Regions from separate parts of the Sus scrofa genome. Here region 2 is linked to region 1. The links are chromatin contacts, called in public Hi-C maps. All regions are on one chromosome and are shown on one strand. The core of a region is the stretch at or near the end of the contact, and the rest is flanking DNA. Distances in the headings are between cores, read along the strand shown.

What was found. Hi-C and Micro-C count contacts between places; a contact is called where the count stands out from the background.
Region 2: a Hi-C map of liver shows a contact between it and region 1, with 2.8 times the contacts expected there. The contact joins the enhancer-like site here to the promoter of CTNNA3 in region 1. A contact is called at or near these places in 1 of 5 promoter capture datasets (liver) and 3 of 47 Hi-C or Micro-C datasets (embryonic fibroblasts, fetal liver and liver).

The regions. Positions count from the first base shown.
Region 1 is chr14:70,971,812-70,977,424 of Sscrofa11.1, reverse strand. It overlaps CTNNA3 (catenin alpha-3), which reads left to right and starts at 2,883. Exons shown (of 19, transcript XM_021074380.1): 1 at 2,883-3,106. TRNAS-UGA (a tRNA gene) reads right to left here and starts at 2,433; the gene lies at 2,352-2,433.
Region 2 is chr14:71,008,595-71,014,207 of Sscrofa11.1, reverse strand. DNAJC12 (dnaJ homolog subfamily C member 12) reads left to right here. Exons shown (of 6, transcript XM_021072941.1): 5 at 1,330-1,534. Among named protein-coding and RNA genes, the nearest start is that of TRNAS-UGA, 36 kb to the right of the region's middle. Within about 2 kb of position 3,042, at least 3 of the 83 cell types and tissues checked have an H3K27ac peak or open chromatin away from gene starts, as enhancers often do. A contact at or near this core is called in fetal liver and liver, where this site is marked.

The sequences.
Region 1 (5,613 bases), core at 1,634-4,133:
AGCTGCTACACTTAGCAAGCCCTGCAGCTGTCATTGTGGCCTCTATTCACCACCAGGTTGTATCCTTACCCTTCTGCTTCTTTGCCTTAATAGCTCCTATAGAAAGTTGGGGATGGGCACATCTGATTGGTCGGGTGAAGGTTGCATGCTACCTCCTTAGCTGCAAGGGAGTCTGGGAAGCAACTATGTGCGTCTTTTTAAGACTAGGGGTGTGGGGGCAAGTATGGACCATTGTCTCACATCTAGATTCAAAAGGGGGAGTTTCCGTCATGGCGCAGCAGAAAGGAATCTGACTAGGAACCATGAGGTTGTGGGTTTGATCCCTGGCTTTGCTCAGTGGTTTAAGGATCCGGTGTTGCCATGAGCTGTGGTGTAGATTGCAGATGCAGCTCGGATCTGGTGTTGCTGTTGCTCTGGAGCAGGCTGGCAGCTGTAGCTCCGATTCGATCCTTAGCCTGGGAACCTCCATATGCTGCAGTTGCGGCCCTGAAAAGACAACAACAGCAACAACAACAACAACAACAAAAACAACAACAACAAAAATAGATTCAAAAGGAGAGCAGGTCCCCTAGAAAGGGAGGGAATTCAGAGGAGGGGCAGGCCTCTTCTAAAGAAGGGAGAAAGAATGAAGGCAAGAGAAGGATTACATACAGGTCATTGTATGTGGACATGTAAAAAGTTTCCAAGGCATGACCATCATATAGTGCTGGGAGGCCTTCTAATAACTCAAAGGAGATGGGAGAGAAGGGAGTGAAGGCTGGGAAGGCAAACAGGAGACTTACTGTGAAGGCCATATGCCTATAAGTTTTTGACTTTCCTGTAAGAAAAGTGTGGCAGATACAGTTTGTTGCCCACTTAGTATTCATCCATCTCTCTTCCTTACCAACAGAATTCCAGTTTTGAAATGGTAGCTACAAACCACTTACTTTCACTAGAATTCCTCGTAGGTAGTGGTAGTCATGTTACGCAGTTCAAGCAAATGAGATTTGAACTGAGGGTTTTTGTCTTTCTCCTTTGCATCTGAATACAGATGCGGGGTCTGGAGATTTGGCAACCATCTTAGGACAATGAGACAACAAGCAGGGGATGAGGCTTATGCATTAAAAACAAAAGATTAGAAAGCTGGAAAGATCCCTGTTCCCTGTTTCATCTGAGAATTGCTATTCCCAGGTTTCCTGAGACAAATCCCTTATGTGTTTAAGCCACTAAGGTTGGGTTTTCGGTTATTTGCAGCTGGATGTGATCCTGACTGAAAGAGGGAAGGAGACCAGTTAGGAAACTAATACAGTCATTTATAAGTGACTCAAATGGGGGCAGAAGAAGAGGGGATTGGGCAGAGAAGATGGATTGAAGATGTGAATGTGGTGATGTATGTGTTCAGTCAAGTCTCAAATAGAATGGATGGAATCTAATTCAAGTACCCTTGAAAACTATTCCTAGTCCTGAGATGTCAGGGAACTCAGTAAGAACACCTGGAAAGCATGGGGTGGGAGGGAGCAGAAAGGGAATGTGCAGGGTCTCAAAGACTAACCTCACAATTTCCTTTTATTATTAAAAAAATTGCAGGATCCATATACACATTTGAGAAAACTCAGTTAAGCAAAAACTATCTGTGAAGCAAATTAAAATCCTATCATCTAGAGATAATAATTACTGCTAAAATTTTTATTATTTCTTTCCAGTCCCCATTTACTCTCTCTTTTTCTGTCAATCTTGCCGCTTAAATGATTAAGAGATTTTATACATGATTTGTTCAACAAAAATGTGATCATAATATATATTGTTTTCTACCCTGTCCAACTTTTTGCATTTGGCAATGCATCTGGAAAGTCTTCCCATGTCTTTGGTAAAATTAATACCGAATACTAAAATTGTAAAATTAATACAATTGTGACTACAGGAAAAGTGTTTCATTATGTGGATCTATCTATTGTGATTTAGAAGTTGAACTTTTCAAAGGTTTTATTATCTCGAATATCACACCACTTTTTGGATGTGGTGGGGGAACCCTTGAAGGTGATTCTGAGATGGAAGGTGAGGTAGCATTAGCCCTGACATCAGCTTTAATGAGATGATAGCTTGTTCAGGCTGTGATTGGTTGAAAATTTCTGCAAATATTTATATTATTTTTATTTTGCAAACTTGTTCTTCATGTTGAGGAACCAATTCTAAAACTATCAGCTTACTAATTAGGATAAAGGAGGACTTATCGCATAACAGTAGCCTTGACATGTATTGACTTTTCTGTAACACACTAAACTTCTCTGCAATCAGGGAAAGAGTGAAGTCTGTATCTGCAGGAATCTTATAAAGGATGCAAAAAAGGCAACCACCAGGTAGCCTGGCATTTCCGCAGCGAGCAGGGTTCGAACCTGCGCGGGGAGACCCCATTGGATTTCAAGTCCAACGCCTTAACCACTCGGCCATCGCTGCTACGGCAAGAAAGTGAAGCGGAGGTACTTTAGTACAGAAACAGTGGTGCGCAGGCGCAGCAAACCCACAAGTAGGCGGGGCCTAGAACCGCGCAGAGGTCTGCTCTGAGAGGGGCGACTAGGGTTGCCTGCTCGAGTAGCGGGATACCTATTGAAAGTAAAGAAATAATAAAAACTCCGTTTAGCAGTTTAGGTAAAAGCCTTTAAAAGAGGGTTTTAGAAACCCTTCCCTTACCTGCTCTCTGAAAATCGCAACCACACTTGGCTTCTGGTCCTTACTTGGTTTTTGCCCTCCCGCTTCCTCGGAAAGCTGTGAAACTAAGATTAGATCACTCGGAAAGCTGTGAAACTAAGATACGTCTCATTCAGTGCTGCGGGCCCGCACTCTGGAAAATTTCTGCATTTGCGTCAGAGGTTGAGCGTTTCCCGCGTTGAGCTCTCTTGCTGCGTCAAGAGAGGAAAGTGTGAGGGAAGGCGTACGGAATCTGGCAGCTGCCTATGCGCTCGCCTCTTTGAGCATCCTGCTCACACAGTAATCTCTCATTCTTGTCTCCTCAATTGCCCTTTCCTTGCTGAACCCTAGGGAAGAAACCGCGCCCCCTGAGCGTGGTCTCGGCTTTCTCAAGTGATGGGGAGCCTTGGAGGTGATTTGAGAACAAAGTTCGGCGCATTAGGTCTGCATTTAACCTTTAAATGCTACTACCCGCCCCACCTTTAAGTGTAGCTTATGCTCTAAATGCTTATTTGCGTCATTGTTAAAGTTCTCAGAACCCGTAGTTGTGTGTACCACTGTCGCCCACCTCAGAGAGCTACGGCAGGGTGTGCGGCCCGAGGATGCCCCGCGGATTCCAGGGCGCAAGTGTACTTCTAAACGCAGCAAGTGGCTCCCCACAGGCATCAGATTCTATTGCGGATGGACAATTTGCGAAAAACATCAGGTGGCCTTTTACTAGTTAAATTTCTGAAAGTGTTCCTAGAAATCTGACCATCCATCGCAACGTTAGATTTCAAACGAAGGCAGGAAGTCCGTATGTTAAGTGACCTCATTTGGTAGTTTGGGAATTTTCTTGAGATTTTTTTCAATACCATTTCTCTTAACTAAATGAAGGTGCTAAGTGTCTAAACTGATTTAATTGTGGAAAGGGAGTAAAATACTTGAGAAATGTAAGAATAAGTTTTATCTAACTTAAGATTTTGCTTTTTAGAAATTTTACCCCTTTTTGTTTGTTTTTAATTTGGCAGAGCTACACGGGTGGTCTCAATTTCCTTATGAATACTGTATGGGAGCAAAGTTATTCCCGACATTCAAAGGCATGATTTTTTATCATATGTATAAAGTTACCTGCACTTTTCCAGTAGATGCCATCTCAGAAGAGAGTTTTTTTTTTTTAATGTTGTTCTTAGATTCTACCTGTGTGCTGAGACAAGCTATAATTTAATCTTAGTATTTTACTGTATCTTGGTTTTTTTTTTTTCTTTTCTCTTTTTAGGGTCTCACCTGCAGCATATGGAAGTTCCCAGGTTAGGGGTGGAATTGGAGCTACAGCTGCTGGCCTAGGTCACAGCCACTGCAACATGGGATCTGAGCTGCCTCTGTAACCTACACCACAGCTCATGGCAACTCTGGATCCTTGACTCACTGAGCAAGGCCCGGGATTGAACATGCATCCTTATAGATACAAGTTGCATTCATTTCCCCTGAGCCACAGTGGAAACTCCCGTTTCTTTTTAATTTTACTTTATTTTTATTATAATATAGTTGATTTTCCATGTTGTGTTAATTTATACTGTACAGCATAGTGACCCAGTCATTTGTGTGTGTGTGTGTGTGTGTGTGTGTGTGTGTATGTATCCTTTTTCTCATACTATCTTCCATCATGTTCCATCCCAAGAGATTGGGTATAGTTCCCTGTGCTGTACAGTAGGAAGTCATTGCCACCCTTCCCCTTGACAACCACAAGTCTATTTTCTATATGTCTGTGAATCTGTTTCTACTTTGTAGATATGTGCTATGTTTTAGATTTGTGCTATGTTTTAGATTCTACATGTAAGTGATACCATGTGGTATTTGTCTTTCTCTTTCTGACTTCACTTAGTATGAGAATCTCTAGTTGCATGTATCTTAATTTTGAAGTCTTTCTTTAATTCCTTTCTTCTGTATATTTGAAGGATAATATTTACAGAAAGTTCTTACTCTTCCTTAACCTACTCTTCGTTTTAAGAATTCTCCTCACTTGGCGATTGCCTTGTGGTACAGTGGGAAGGAATCTGACTAGGAACCATGAGGTTGTGGGTTTGATCCCTGGGCTTGCTCAGTGGGTTAAGGATCCAGCGTTGCCTTGAGCTGGAGCCGTGGTGTAGGTCGCATCCGTAGTTGGTGCTGATGTGGCTGTGGCATAGGGCGGCAGCTGTAGCTCCGACTGGACCCCTCGCCTGGGAATCTCCATGTGCCCCAAGTGCAGCCCTGAAAAGCGAGAAAAAAAAAAAAATTCTCTTCACAATTGCTTAAAAGCTTGGCATTGATGGGAATTGATTTCGATTAAAGTAGTTCCATCAAAAATTCTACTGAGGGCTTTTTTCTTTTTTTGTTTTTTGATAAGGGAAAAGAAAACTGCAAAAGAAATGAATCTATTAGAAAGTTAATTTGTATTTGGTAAGAACAATTGTGATTACATTTTCTTTGCAACATTTCAGAAGTGAAATATCCTCATTTAACATTTAATTTTCAGCTTCTTTGAATTAATGTAGGCTTTTCAAAAAGATGAAATTGCCTTTTCAAATGATTTATCATATTGCTAAAATGAGCCAAGAGATCAGAATTATTATAGATTTTATTCTCAAAAAGTGTGGATTTCCAAATGAGTTATTTTCCAACCTTAGGTCTTTAGCATTGCCATTTAATGCAGTGAGCGGCAAGTAGAAAAAAAGAAGTAAAATATATATCTTCCAACCCAGTTAAAATATATTGTCATTCATGACAATAACACCATAAAACATTGACTTAAAACCATGGACATTTTACTTTGAAAAAGTCCCCTGTGATTCTGGTTGCCTTCTCCTCCATGCCACCCCTAGATTCTGTTCTTTTAAATGATAGTTTTTTTTTGTTAGTTTGTTTTTGTCTTTTTAGGGCCACACCTGAATCATGTGGAAGTTCCCAGGCTAGGGGCTGAGTCAGAGC
Region 2 (5,613 bases), core at 1,793-4,292, 37 kb before region 1:
CTTAAAGTTAGGACAAACGTTTCACAGGAAATATTGATTGACTTCCTGCTTTGTGCCATGATTTTTCTTAAAGAGAAGATCTATAATCCAGAATTCTAATATTTACTGAGTCTGCATGGATCCTGGCTGGATGGAAGGTCACAACAGCAGTGTGGAAATAGTTAAAATAGTTAACTATAATAGTAGGTTTAATCTCTGGCACGGCTCAAGGTACACAGCCTTTTTGTTTGTTTGTTAGTAAAATACACATAACACAAAACTCACCATTTTAACCTTTTTTTTCAGGGCGGGTGGTGCCTCAGCATGTGGAAGTTCCTGGGCCAGGGACTGAACCCACACAGCAATGACCCAAGCTGCTGTAGTAACAACACTGGATCCTTAACCCTCTGTGCTACAAGAGAACTTGGATTTTAACCATTTTAAAGTGAATGATTCAGTGGCATTAAATACATTCACCATGTTGTTTGTGTATCATCACTACCTAGTTTCAGAACTTTTTCATATCCTCAAAAGGAAGCCTCTTAGCAATCGTGCCCTGTTCCCTTCTCCCCCAGCTCCTGGTAACCACTAATCTGCTTTATATCTTTATGGATTTGTATAGTCTGGAATCATACAATATGTGGCTTTTTTTTTGGCTGCGCCTGCAGCATGTGGAATTTCCCAGGCTAGGGATTGAACCTGTGCCATAGCAATAACCAGAGTTATAGCAGTCACAGTGCCAGATCCTTAACCCACTTAGCCACCAGGGAATTCCAATGTATGGCTTTTTATATCTAACTTCTTTTACTTAGCATAATGTTTTCAAGGTTTATCCATGTTTGCAGTACTTCATTCCTATTTTATGGCAGAATAATATTTCATGGTATGGCTCTACCACATTTTTGCTTATCCATTTGTGAGCTGACGGCCATTTGGGTTATTCCCACCTTTGACTCCTGTGACTGGTGCTGCTATGAACATTTGTCAAGTTTTTCTTTGGAATATCTGCTTTCAGTTCTTTTGGGTATGTGCCTAGGAATTGAATTGCTGGGCCATACGGTAATTTTATGTTTAACTTTCTGAAGAAATGTCTCATTCATTGAATCTCTCTGATGTTGGTCCCTTGGCTCTCTATGAGGCTGTGGATTTCTTCTTATATTCTTAGTCTTCCAAATCAGTGAGGATTAATTGATTAATATCTGAATTAATTGTTTAATATCTGGCAGATAGTTAAGTTTAACATTTTGTTCATCAGCACTGTAATAGTAGGTCTGGTGTTATCCCATATTGAACTTTAAATATAGAAACTATGTAATATCAATTTTATATGTCTGCTTTTATTTAATGTAGTCAATGCACTGGGCTGTCAGAGGTAAAAAAGATCTGATGCTGGAAGAATCTGACCAGACTCATACCAACAAAATGGAAAATCAGGAATGGAATGAGCAAAAAGAAATAAAGAAAGAGGAGCTGGATTCAACCACAGAGAAAATGGAGCAAAAAGAATCAAATTCCCTGGAGAAGTCATTCTCCCCACAAAATTCAGATTCTCCAAGTAAGTCATGTCACGGGGTAGCTTTGAAGAACAGAGAAGGTCTGAAATTAAGTCTTGGTTTATATGGTGTTTATTCCCAACTTTTCCACTTGCACAATAGTGACAAATAAAGGCTTGGTTAAGCACCTTAAACTAAGAGTGACGCAGAACTAGAAGACATATTCTTTAATACATTCCTTGCAACAGAAAATTTTAGACATTTCTGGGATCATCTTCTTTTTTGGGGTGGGGGATCATCTGCTTTACCGAAATAACACTGGCTAACATGTTGGGTGTTTACTACGTAAAGAAATGCTCTTTACATATATTACTTGGTATTTATTATGTCATTTACTATTAATTATATATATATTAATTTAGTTAATTCTCACTCCAATTTTGTGAGGTTGGTATCAATATTATTCTCACTTTACAAATGAAAACTGAAGCCTAGAGAGGTTGAATAATTTTCTCAAGGTTATCCAGCTTGTATGTGGCAGGAAAGGGGTCTGAACTGAGGGAGTCTGGCTGCTTAATCTGTGTTCTAAGGTGTTGCACTATCCTGAGAAGATGCCTCATCTGTAAGTAGCTCTGTAGATAGCTGATTCAGGTATAGATCCACTGAAGAAGGTATTACAGAGCTTAAATTCGGCTCCCAAGCTACACTACCTGGCTCACATCCTAGATCTACCATTTATTATCTGTATTACTCAGTAAAAGTTGAACTTCTCTACTCTTCAGTTGCCTCATCTACAAAATAGAGGACAGAGTGGAATCTTCTCATAGCTTTACCATGAGGATTAAATGAGGCGATCCATGCTGAATGCTCAGCACAGTGATTTGACTATTGCAGGCCCTGGGTAATTGTTAGCTACTGTTATCATTTCTTTGTCTATCTGGCTATCCCACTGTGTTTATTTTGTAGAGGTGTGTTATGTATATACACTGTAACTCTCCTCTAGATTCTTTTTTTTTTTTTTGTCTTTTTGCTATTTCTTGGGCCGCTCCCGCGGCATATGGAGATTCCCAGGCTAGGGGTCGAATCTGAGCTGTAGCCGCCGGCCTATGCCAGAGCCACAGCAACTCGGGACCGAGCCGCGTCTGCAGCCTACACCACAGCTCACGGCAAAGCCGGATCGTCAACCCACTGAGCAAGGGCAGGGACTGAACCCGCAACCTCATGGTTCCTAGTCGGATTCGTTAACCACTGCGCCACGACAGGAACTCCTCCTCTAGATTCTTGATTCTCAGTTATTCTAACATCTGGTTAGAATTTAGCCTTTAAGCAGAAGGTTCCTGAATGTCCTTGAACACTTACTATAAAAAAAAGATGATAGTTTTTGGTGAACGGGAGTCTTTCTAGAAATAGTCACTTCAAAACTCTCTTTGGGGAGAACTTTCACATGCTCACTACTTGTTGGGAATAAAGATCCTTAGAGCTTCATTCAGGCACCCTACTGCAATGAGGTTACCCAAGAGATCCTTTTGTAGGTCTCCATTGATTGCATCATCCTCATAACTGGAAGTAGTTACAGTATAACAAACTGATCAAAGTAGAAGACCAAATGCCAGAAAAACAGTGTTTTAGGCAAACATACACCTACAAACACCCACTCACAGGCACACCCAGGCAGACAGGTAAATATTTCTCCATTTAGCATCAGAATGTTTAGATCTGTGCTTCTTGAACCCCTATGGCCTTCCTGTGACCTTCTATTTCAGAGTCAGACCTAGTCTGAGTTCAACAGAATTAAGGGGATCAATCATGCCAGAAAATCACACTGAAGCTCCACTTAAATCCGTCTCAAGAGATTCTATAAAATTTTCTTGGGAAAAAATTATGGCTCAGCAGATTAAGAACCTGACATAGTGGAATTCCTGTTGTGGCGCAGTGGTTAACGAATCCGACTAGGAACCATGAGGTTGCAGGTTCGATCCCTGGCCTTGTTCAGTGGGTTAAGGATCCTGCATTGCTGTGGCTGTGGCGTAGGCCGGCGGCTATAGCTCCATATGCCGCGGGAAGTGGCCCTAGAAAAGGCAAAAAGACAAAAAAAAAAAAAAAAAAAGAAAAAGAAAAAGAAAAAGAACCTGACATAGTTTCCATGAAGACGTGGGTTTGATCTCTGGCCTTGCACTCAGGGGGTTAAGGATCTGGTGTTGGTGCAAGCTGTGGCTTGGATCCAGTGTTGCTGTGGCAAAGGTCTCAGCTGCAGCTCCGATTTGACCCCAGCCCTGGAATGTCCAGTTACTGCAGGAGGAGCCCTAAAAAGAAAAGCAATTTTTTTTCTCTTTCTTTTAAAAAATAGTTATTTAACTATGCAGGCATAAAAAAGAACAAAATAATGCCATTTCCAGCAACTTGGATACAACTAGAGATTTTCATACCAAGTGAAGTAAGTCAGAAAGAGAAAGACAAATACCACATGATATCACTTATATGTGGAATCTAAAATACGGCACAGATAAACCTATGTACAGAACAGAAAAGACTCACAGACATAGAGAACAGACTTGTGGTTGCTAAAGGGGAGTATGGAGGGGGGTGGGAGTTTGGGGTTAGTAGATGCAGCTATCACGTTTAGAATGGATAAGCAATGAGGTACTGCTGTATAGCACAGGGAACTATAATCACTTGTGGTAGAACATGGTAGTAGATAATATGAGAAAAAGAATGTATATATATGTATGTCTGGGTCACTTTGCTGTACTGCAGGAATGGACAGAACATTGTAAATCAACTATAATAAAGTGAAACAAACCCCAAAGTAATATAAACTTGTCATTAAACAATTCAAAGACTCATATATAGACAGTAACTTAGGGTCTAGCCTCATGACCTGTCCTTCTCTGTTTCTGCCTCCTGAGGTAACCAATGCAGATGCTCAGATGTGTTCTCACCCATGCTGTTCTCTATGCTAACAAAGGCATATATAAGTGTATGTTTATTTATGAGGACTTTACACATAACAAATGGAATTATACTGTGCACGTTCCTCTCTATCATACACTAGCTAGGAGCACTGACTCTGGAACCAGAGCCTAGCTTTTCCCCCTAATGAGTTGTGTGACCTTGGGGAGGCAAATTAACCTCTCTGTATCTGCATTTTCTTATCTCTGTATGATGCTTAAAATATTAGTTTCTCCCTTGTAAAGTCTTTTTGAGAAGTAAACAACATACGTAAAATATTTAGGCCGATACTACACAGCTAGTGCTTTTTTTCCTTTTTATGGCGGCGCCTGTGGCATATGGAAGTTCCCTGACTAGGGGTTGAATTGGAGATGCAGCTGAGGCCTACACCACAGCCACGGCAACACTGGATCCAAGCCACATCTTTGACTTACGCAGAAGCTTGTGGCAACACTGGATCCTTAACCCATTGAGCAAGGCCAGGGATCAAACCTGCAATTTCTCAGAGGTTGTAGTTGCATTCTTAACCACTGAGCCACAATGGGAACTCCACCAGTGCTTTTTTAGTGTTAGTTTTTATTACTATGGAACTTCTTAGTCCTTAATATTTAGAATGTACTTATTGCTTTTAACACCTGACAAATAGTCCATAGTGTAGATGTATTGTTATTTACTCAGAATAAATTGTGGGGAGTTCCTGTCGTGGCTCAGCGGTTAATGAACCCAACTAGCATCCAAGAGGTTGGGTTCAATCCCTGGCCTCGCTCAGTGGGTTAAGGATCCTGCCTTGCCGTGAGCTGTGGTGTAGGTCGCAGATCTGGCTTGGATCTGGTGTTGCTGTGGCTCTGGCATGGGCTGGCAGCTACAACTCAGATTGGACCCCTAGCCTGGGAACCTCCATATGCCACGGGAGTGGCCCTAAAAGGACAAAAAGACAAATAAAATAAAATAAAATAGTAAAGTGAATTAAAAAAAAAAGAATAAATTGTGATGCTGGTTTTGATACCCTTACGTGGTGAAGTGTATTCTCTTCTTGCGGTGGAGGAATGAAGCCGGAGGGGGTGAGAGGAGGGAGACAGGATCATTGTTCCGAGAAGCTGTCGTTGGAGAATAAGAATTAGGACATTTTGCTGAAGGCTGCACTTACCAATATTTTGTTAATGTTGTTTAGGGGATTATTGGGTGTTCTGAG